3 separate regions of the Zea mays genome follow, and all the other regions are linked to region 3. Evidence: chromatin contacts called from public Hi-C data. All regions are on one chromosome and are shown on one strand. Each heading gives the region's core, a stretch centred on a gene start, on an enhancer-like site or on the middle of the called end of the contact. The rest is flanking DNA. Distances are from core to core; before and after follow the strand shown. Region 1 has its middle 37 kb from the start of LOC100501994. Region 2 holds the start of LOC100501994. Region 3 holds the start of LOC100193663 (malate dehydrogenase).

What was found. A called contact is a pair of places that touch in the nucleus more often than the background predicts.
Region 1: a contact with region 3 is called in a Hi-C map of leaf, with 4 times the contacts expected there. The contact joins the enhancer-like site here to the promoter of LOC100193663 in region 3. A contact is called at or near these places in 2 of 25 Hi-C or Micro-C datasets (leaf and tassel).
Region 2: a Hi-C map of bundle sheath shows a contact between it and region 3, with 5 times the contacts expected there. The contact joins the promoter of LOC100501994 here to the promoter of LOC100193663 in region 3. A contact is called at or near these places in 10 of 25 Hi-C or Micro-C datasets (bundle sheath, ear, leaf and 2 more) and 1 of 3 datasets of contacts at active chromatin or transcription factors (leaf).

What each region holds. Positions count from the first base shown.
Region 1 is chr4:86,569,612-86,572,539 of Zm-B73-REFERENCE-NAM-5.0, forward strand. No RefSeq gene overlaps it. Among protein-coding and RNA genes, the nearest start is that of LOC100501994, 37 kb to the left of the region's middle. Within about 2 kb of position 1,575, at least 16 of the 20 cell types and tissues checked have an H3K27ac peak or open chromatin away from gene starts, as enhancers often do. A contact at or near this core is called in leaf and tassel, where this site is marked.
Region 2 is chr4:86,532,603-86,535,878 of Zm-B73-REFERENCE-NAM-5.0, forward strand. LOC100501994 reads right to left here and starts at 1,714. Exons shown (of 9, transcript NM_001196584.2): 1 at 1,173-1,714; 2 at 911-1,009. The coding sequence starts at 1,532.
Region 3 is chr4:86,714,258-86,717,439 of Zm-B73-REFERENCE-NAM-5.0, forward strand. LOC100193663 (malate dehydrogenase) reads left to right here and starts at 1,746. Exons shown (of 2, transcript NM_001138756.1): 1 at 1,746-2,039; 2 at 2,550-3,182. The coding sequence starts at 2,556.

The DNA.
Region 1 (2,928 bases), core at 325-2,824, 140 kb before region 3:
ATACAATACGAGGAGGTGGGTCCTCACCGTGGTGCACCCACACCTCATAGCCTGACATATAACCGTTCTTACAATGATCTATCAACATAGTCCTCCTGTCAAGAAAATAAATGTTCTGACACTTGCTACATGGGCACCTAACATCGGTTCCAGTCTCTAACCGAGCAAAAGCACGGTCGAGGAACGCGTCAGTCTTGGCAACCCACTCACTTGATAGAGCACCTCTTTTCTTCCAACCTTCATACATCCATCGACGATCCTCCTCCATGAGGTAACTTGATTACGTTTACTTGATTAGTTAAGTAAATCACCCCTATATCTACATGAAAGGATAAGTAAATTACGTAGTTCAACTAATAAACTACCACTAAGTAAACTAAAACAGTGTCACGAGTTCAACTAATAAACTACCACAATAATATATACAAAATAACATATAATACATACGAAATAACATTGTCACGAGTGCCAAATTACATAAAATAACCTTATTTCCGAGGGCATAATAAAAACTCTCAGAAATTAAAAGTTTAAATTATCTAAACACCACTAAGTAAAATAAAACAAATTAAATTTATTACATAATCAAATTCCGACCGTAGAACATAACAAGCTAAATAATATTAAACATACAAAAATTTTAATACTGAAAAAAGACAACTAGAGAATAAAATATACATTAACAAAGTTAAAATACTCACTTAACGGTTTGACGGCGGGACGGTGCTCGGCGTGGGCGGGGCGGGGAGCGAGTTGGGGCCGCCGGCGTCGGGAAAGGTGTCGGGGCGGCGATGGGCATCTGGGCGGCCGGCACGGTTACAACGGCGGAGCAGCACGCGGTGGCGGAGGAGCAGCGATGGCGGAGCAGCGCGCGACAACGATAGAGAAGACGAGCGGATGCAAATGAAACGACGACTTCCAGCCCGCGCACGTTAAAATATCTTATTTCCGACGGCTGTTAGAGAAGCTATCGAACATAGTGTTATGTCCGACGGCTACCTGTACGACCGTCGGACATAAGACTATGTCCGACGGCTTATCTGGAAGCCGTCGGATATAAGATGTTATTTTCAAGGGCCGTTAGAGGTCGTCGGACAAAATATTATGTTCGACGGTGTCGTATGAACCCATCGGAAATTAAATGGTCGTCGGATGTGCATTATTTTACTGTAGTGCAGGCCTCAGCCTGATTGGATTGCCGCACGTCCAGAGTTGATCTGGTTAGTTAGATACGATAATTTTGAGCGTATGACTGGGTGTAGGTTAATAGCATCAAAATGACTTATTTTGTAACCATCCATGCAGACTGTGACTGCTATATACAAGCAACCAAATATAATCTCAAATAAAGTCAACGTATGTGGTGATCCAAAATGAGATGGTATGGGTAACCAATTAGGCCCAGGGTGAACAAGAATGTGCCCGGTCACTACCGGCACCCCTCCCCACATCGTCGGCGTGTATTTGCCACACGTTTTATAGTGCGCACTCGACTTTGTCCGGCCTTGCCTCATAACGGCTGCACGTGCCTGGTGTCCCTGCCAGCACGACGGGATTGTCTGCAGGTACGTCCACGGACGTAGCTGCAGCTGATTGCCTGACGTGGGGGGATTGATCGTGGCCTGGCCTCACGTGTCAGCCACCAAATGTAACTGCAGAGGAAACATTCGCCCAGCTGGTGGTAGCCTTATATTAACCAAGACACACGAGCGTGATTCGACCTACACACTATAAATCTGTGGCCTGCTGCCGGTCGCAGTCCGACGGTTGCCTTGCTCAATGCATCGCTAACACACACATGACATCAATCATGCAGGTGGCCAACAGTGTACCTTGGCCAACTTCAGCGGAACGTGCAAACGGGCATGTAAAACACTGTTTTGTACTATATATGACACTGTTTATAAAGTGAAGTTTAAAATAAATAGTGAGATAAGGAATGAGATAAGTAGTTTGCTCGAGATAGCCCGGGCTACTACTAGTTCCTCCTAGTGCAGCAAGCCAACAACACATGGTTTGTTTGTGTCTTATTATCATTGTTTTCCATGTTAGATTTCATATAAATATGCCATACATATTAGTAAATTAAATTAAATTAATTTTAGACATGTATTAAATATGTTTAAGACTTTTTATGATTCACGAAATGTTTCGAGGCCTTCGTACCCCTCGAGATGGCCTAGGGCTCATGACTCTTATGTCTAAGTATCCATGTCTCTCGGGACATTCATGGTCTCTTATAAATCTGGAGATGTCTAGGCTCTAGGGTTCTTGAGACCTATGGGTCTGTCGTTGTTGGAAGACCGGAGGCCCTCAAGGGCTCCTATGGTTGTTGGATGGGTAGGGGCATTTTGAGGCTTTTAAGATGTTCATGGGCTCGTGACTATTGGGACATTAGGGACCCTTTAGGGCTCTCAGTACATCGGGACTCTCTAGGCATCCGATATCCTTGGAGGGTGTTTGGAGTTGTCAGAATCATTCAAAATTGATGTGGTGTATCGTAGCATTATCCTTTATCGTGTTATGTGGATGAGCTAGTTTTGTCACTTGATTAGGTTAATAGAGGAGTTAACAACTGGACTGATAGAGGTGTATTGGACTTGTAATATTCGAACTAATGGGTGCATGTTATGATGATTACTCCATCTTTTAGTTTTCCTATAACTCCTGCTGCTATATCTAGCTCACATAACACGGGTAGGATAAAACACAATGCAAACCTACCACTCACTTTTTAGTTATGTCCATAAAAAGAATCTAATTAGGAGCTATCTACTATTTAGAGATGTTATAAAATAGTTTTTGAGTCCAATAAACATTTATTGTCAATGTATAAAATATTTATTGAAAAGGCTATGACTGCTAAGGCTTGTTTCTCTTATTTTTTATAATTATGTGTATAGTAAAGTTATGTCAAATGCAATTTTT
Region 2 (3,276 bases), core at 464-2,963, 180 kb before region 3:
TAAAATTTAAATCTTTAAATAAGTGCATATAATTTATGCTAACACTACGATATAAAGATGGAAGAGAAGAGGATATGTTGACGGTGACGGTGGTACCAGTGAGAAGAAGAGGATGGGTTGGTGGTGCTTATTTTGTAGTCATAATATTTATATATTTTTTAATTGTGAATTTAGTTAGAGTTAAGATTGGCACCGCCTAGATTGGCTGGCGGTTCGCCAGCCCGCGGGCGCACCCACATCCACGCCGCATCGATCGGCACGGCAGTCAGCAGTGCAGCACAGTATACGTGCAAAGGCTGATGCACTAGCGCAGCCGGCAGGCGTTGTTGTCGCGGGCTCGCGCCCATACGCGCCAGGCCGCCGTGAGCCGTACGGCCTTTGCCTTGCCGGTGGGGCATGCGCGCGCGTCGTGGGGCGGGGGCGGGGGCGGGGTGACTGTTCGTCTCGTGGTCGTGGCGGTGCGGCCTCTGCATCCACGCGCGTGGGCTGTCGCCGGCGGCGGGCACGGGATTGGCTTTGTGTCGGGGCGCGCCGCGCGCGGCAGTGCACTGCCCTCCGTGGCTCGGGCGTGTACAATGTCCGGCGGCGACGGGACGAAGTGCCGCCGTGGCGACATGGTCGGAGTTTCCTACACTAAAAAATTGGCTATCGGTCTCGGTCCGCGTCTTAACCGAACCTACCTCAACTGCTACGCACCGCGAGCGCCAACGGCCAGTTGCCGGCCACAAGAGGACGCGCAAGTAGGAGCAGAAGGCATGGGGACGGGAGACGCGTGCACCATTCACGTGGCGATCCCATTCGTTCGATGCATATATGATTGGTTTCGCAGTGGCCTGGCCTGGCCACGAAGGTCGCAAAAAGGTCCGGCGACCGGGGTGAGAAAGAGGGTCGGCGACGGCGGCGTACGTACCTTTACAACGGGGTCCGTGGAGTCGTCCAGCACCTGGATCATGAAGCGCTCCGACGGCCACTCCAGCTCGCATGCCGCCCCGATCGACAGCTTGTACACCTTCGCCGCCATCCATCCATCCATTCCAGCATGCACGAGATTAATAGTAAAAAAAAAAGAACTTCCATCAGTCACCACCCTCCCTCTCAACTCAATTAACCCACTCCGCTTGCCACCACCAGCTCATCAATGTGCTGCGCTATGCCATTGGCCACTCACTCACCTCCCGCTCGTTGTACATAGGGATCTGCACGAGCACCATGGGGTACTTGGCGCCGTGGCCGGACCCGGACTCCTCCTCCTCGTCTCCGACTCCGCCGCCGATGGGCTCCCAGCGGTAGCGCCGGTCCGGGCCGAGCCGGAGCGCCCGCACGGCGAGGCACACGGCGCAGACGAACAGCTTCTCCGCCAGTATCATCACGGTCATCGCCAGCGACAGGAGCACCAGGACCCGCACCGCTGGCGCGACCAGCAGCGCGCGCGCGTGCGCCCACAGGGACGCGCATTGCGCCGCCGCGGCCGCCCAGTCCACCCGCACGGGCAGCTCCGCCCACACCCGCGCCGCCTCCTCGGAGACGCCCATGGATCCCTCTCGCTCTCGCGCGCGCGCGGCACTGCCACGCGGCCGGCCCGGCCTGAGGATCTTGGGCGTGCAGGGGCAGAGGCAGAGGCGAGCGGGCGGGCTGTTTCTCCGCTAGCCGGCCGGCCGGGCAGCTAGTGGATGGAGGAAGCGGCGTACAACAGCGGCGGCTTATATAGCTTGGACAGAAGCATATGATGTAGCGATAGTGTGTTACCAACTCGCCAATAGAGGAGATTTCCCAGCCGCTACAACAGCGAGAGGGTGCAATACCGAATGGTCCAAGCAAGCAGGAGGTGGCAACTCGTCGTGTGTGTCGGCCCAACAGACGCGTATATGGGCCCGAGTGGGTGTAGACCTGCTGTGTATGCAGCGGCCAGCGTGTGTGATGTACTTAACCTGGTCTGGTTACTGGCTGGGGGTTTTTATGGATGAACAGAAACTCTAAGAAAGAACATTCTTCCGTCCTTCGTCTCCCTTCTCTGTTATTCCCAAAACCCCATCTACCTTCTCCTACTACTACTGCTAACAACTTGGTATCAGATTCAGTCAATCTTCCTCCGCTCATGGCGCCACCATCTATCTCAGATTCGGCCCTTACCCTTGCTCTGGAGAACCAGACCCGCTCCCTGCTTGCCGAGCTGGACAAGCGTATCCAGTCCATGGATAGCAAGTGGGAGTCGCGATTGTCCGTCCTGGAGAACACGGTGACGGATGCGGCCAGATCCGTCACCGAATTTTCCACTGCCCTCCGCGCTAATGTGGAGGCCCATCTCACAGCCTCGGATGCCGCTACGTAGGGGCGTCTGCACCACTTCGAAGCGGAGACTGGCAACCGCATCGCCGCTCTCGAGTCTGTGATGCAGATGTTCGACTTTTGGCATCCCCGAGTGGACTCCTCCATCGACTCGCTCTAATCGAACATGGACTGGATGTGCGCCGAGATCGCCAAGATGGATGCCTAGTGGTCCCACGGAGCGCGCGTCAACGACGCCACCATGCTAGGCGTCCTCGGTTCCCCCGGTTCCCTTGCTATGTCGCCCAGCATCCTCGGAACTCCGGGCGCGTTCACCTCCACTGGATCCGTTCGGGGCGCCCACCTGGCGCCGTCGACTACACTGATGGCCCTAGATTCGGGCACGACTTCGACAGCTACCTCCGGGATAGTGGACTTGGCATCCAACTGTCGATGGCCGCTACCCGGTCACGGGTATGTGGCGTCCCCCTTCAACAACATTTTCGTTTGCTCAACCAAATGGGTTTAGTGGGGGGACGTAGATCTCAGAGGGGCTCTGAACAAACATGGTGGCGGGTTGCCCAAACTTACATTCCCCACGTTTGATGGCTCAAGTCCCAAGTTATGGCAACGACGTTGCGAAAAAATACTTTGAAATGTATGCCACAGAGGAGATGGTCTGGGTCAAAGTTGCCACCATGTATTTTGAAGGGGTGGCTGGCCGCTGGCTCCAATCAGTGGAACCCCGCCTGCCTTCTCTATTGTGGGTTCAGTTCTGTCGTTTGGTTCGAGACCGATTCGGTCGCGAACAACACGAACTGGTGATTCGCAAACTTTTTCATATCCGATAGACCTCCACCGTGCAAGACTACGTCGATTATTTTAGTGAATTGGTTGATCTGTTAGTCACCTATGAACATACCACAAATCCCCTTTACTATACCATGTGATTTATCGATGGCTTACGCGACGACATTAAATCTGTAATTTTAGTCCAACGTCCTAGTACTT
Region 3 (3,182 bases), core at 496-2,995:
TAGGTGCTGGAGATAGCAAATGCCAAAGTGCTGCACAAATTGTTCGAGAGAGAGAAACATCTCTAATCCAGTCCAGATGGAACTGGATTACATTTTAAGCCTGGTTCAGGTGTCCATACTGAGGACTCAGCCACATTACTTCGTCTATAGATGGCCAAAAAGCACGAGACCCGTGAGCCCGGCACGAAGCCCGTTTTTTGGGCCCGGTCCGAACCCGGCACGGTAGAATAAGCGGGCGGGCTTGGACAGGAAACTAGACACGGCGGGCTAGCCCGGCACGGCCCGTTTACCTCTAAGCCCATTAAGCCCGGTTTTTTTACACTAAAACGTGCTTACCGACCTGTTTAGCCCGCTTTTCGGCCCGTTTTTTTTGTGTTAAACGGACCGGCCCGGCCCGTTTAGGCCCGCTGCGGGCCGGGCTTGGACAGAAAATTAAGCCCGCTGGCTCAGCAGGCCCGGCCCGGTTTTTGGCCGGGCTTCACCGGGCCCGGGCCGGGCGGCCCGTTTGGCCATCTCTAACTTCGTCGGACGAAATGAAGCCCAAGAAGGCCCAGCTCTCCCCTTGTTTCCAGGCTGCACGCAGTCGCATACCGTCCGTCCGTCCGTCCGTCCGTGATGTCCCTCTCGCCGCGCCAACCCCGACCAGCTCGCAGCCAGGGAAAAAAACGTGTCCAAACCGCAATGGCGTTCCCCTGCGTGCGTTCCACCGTACACGGCACCACCACGTCGCGGGATATTGCCGAATCCGTCGGCTTCTACCTGGCTGGCTGGCCGTGCGCGCCCCACTTTTACGCAGCTCCAAACACCCGGCGCACCAGGGCCGCCAGTCCGCCACTCGCACGGCGGCGCTATAGGTGTACATTCGGGCCGCCCGGTTTGGCTCGGTTCAAGCCCGAAAAGGCCCGTATTATTTGAATTTCGGGCCGGTCCGGCCCGTTTGAATTTTGGGCTGTGCTGGACCGGCCCACGGGCCTAGCTCTCGGCCCACGGCCCGGCCCGTAATTACTTAAACGTGCCGGGCTCATTTCGGGCGGACCGAAATTATAAAAGCCCGAAATTCACATTAGGGCCCGAAATACATTTTTTGGCCCAAGATTCAGTTTTTGGTCCGAAATTCACATCAAGACCCGAAATTCAAAACAAATTTAATAAAACAAATAAAAGATAAGACAAATACATTTGACCAAAAGCAAACTTAATATTTGTATTAAGTAACATAGCTATGCAATGACTACCTCGTTTACAAATCATTTTGTTAAAAAGAAAAAGAGTATAATCAGCTCTATATAAAGTTTGTAAGTTCAGTTCATTATCTAATGTTCATAAAAAAAATAAAATTATATCACATACTCTAATTCAAAGCTATAAAAAACATCTAACTAACATTATCTCTAGCTTTGTGTTTTTATCAAGTACATGAAAATGTGGAATGAAGTGTGATTTTAATAAATATATGGGCCTTTTTGTGCCTCTATATGGGCCATTTCGTGCCTGCCTTAAATGGGTCGTGTTCATGCCCGCCCATGGGTCACGACATCGGCCCAAACCCGGCTCGATATATCGTGCCGTGCCGGCCCGGCACTAAATTATTTTGTGTCGTCTGTGTCTGGGTCGTGCTTTTTTTTCGTACTTCGGGCCAGCCCATCAGGCCCGGCCCAAATGTACACCTATAGGCCGTCCTCGCAAAAAGATCCAGGCCGGGTCCACGCGCCCACGGGCACGGGCGGGGATCTCCTCCGTTGTTTCCTAGGCCGCACGCCGCCCACGCCGCCTCCGTCTCCGTCCGTTCGTCGGGCGCAATAGAGACACCACGGCACGCGCCGCCGCTCCTGCCCTGCACTTTTCTACCACCGAAGGCGAGGGCGAGGGGGCCAAAGACGAGCGCTTTTTCGTGCCCGCCTGCCTGCCTGCTGGTCATTGCCGCTGCTCACGAGCCTCCCGCCCCGTGCCGCCCTGCCCTCTACGGCTCTGCCCCAACGAGCCCCAGGGGAGCCAGGAAAAGGAGCCGTCAAAAGCCGCCGCCGAGGAGAGCGCGCAGGGTAACGAAGCACCATCTCCTCTCCTTGCCCTTCTTCGATTAGGTTGGATCCCAGCCGCCGTCGCTGCAGGTGGGATCTCCTCCGTTTTTGCTTCCTCTCAGTCGTTCCTTCGCTCGGGCCGTGTGTAGATCTGCACGTTCCCTGTAGAATTCTCCTGGTCGGTTCCATTCCTCTCCGTCATATTCTCAGTAGATACTACGTTTCATGCCTTGTCCGGGTATTAGATTATGCTTCGAAAGGCAATTTGGTCTAGGTGTGTAGCTCGATTTGTTAGTGATGGCAAATAGGAATGGTGGCCTCATTTTCAATAGAGTTGGCAAGTCAGGCAAGTTAGGGAACTCAATCATATGATCTATTTTGTTGAACGATTCACGTTATAGATCACCTGCTTGATACACGTTTCATTCTTGGCTCTTACTGCTTCTAAATCCAGTTCTTCAAGATATCCTCTGTCTTGAATTATCTTCTGCCTCACCTGCATATGTGCCTGACGGAACTTTGTTGCTGCAGTCAGGCATGGCATCAACCGTTACCTTCAACCCAGTGAGCGCCCAAGCTGCGCTGATCCAAAAGCCAAGGAACCTTGGAGCCATAAGCTATGCTGGCTTAAAGATGCCGGCATCTGTTAGCTCTGGCTCAGAGTCGTCATTCCTGGGCTGGAATGCATCCCTTCGGGCAGCTGTTACTCCAAGGATTGTGCCCAAGACAAAGTCTGGATCTCAGATATCTCCACAGGCATCTTACAAGGTGGCAGTGCTGGGTGCTGCCGGTGGCATCGGTCAACCCTTGGGCCTGTTGGTTAAGATGTCTCCTCTGGTGTCCGAGCTGCATCTGTATGATATTGCTAATGTCAAGGGAGTTGCTGCAGATCTCAGCCACTGCAACACGCCTGCTCAGGTTCTTGACTTCACTGGACCCTCAGAGTTAGCCAACTGCTTGAAAGGTGTGGATGTCGTTGTCATCCCTGCCGGGGTCCCAAGGAAGCCTGGGATGACTCGCGATGACCTTTTTAACATCAACGCAAGCATCGTCAAGACACTTGTTGAGGCTGTTGCAGACAGTTGCCCAGAGGCGTTCATCCATATCATCAGCAACCCGGTGAATTCCACGGTGCCAATTGCAGCTGAGGTTCTGAAGCAGAAG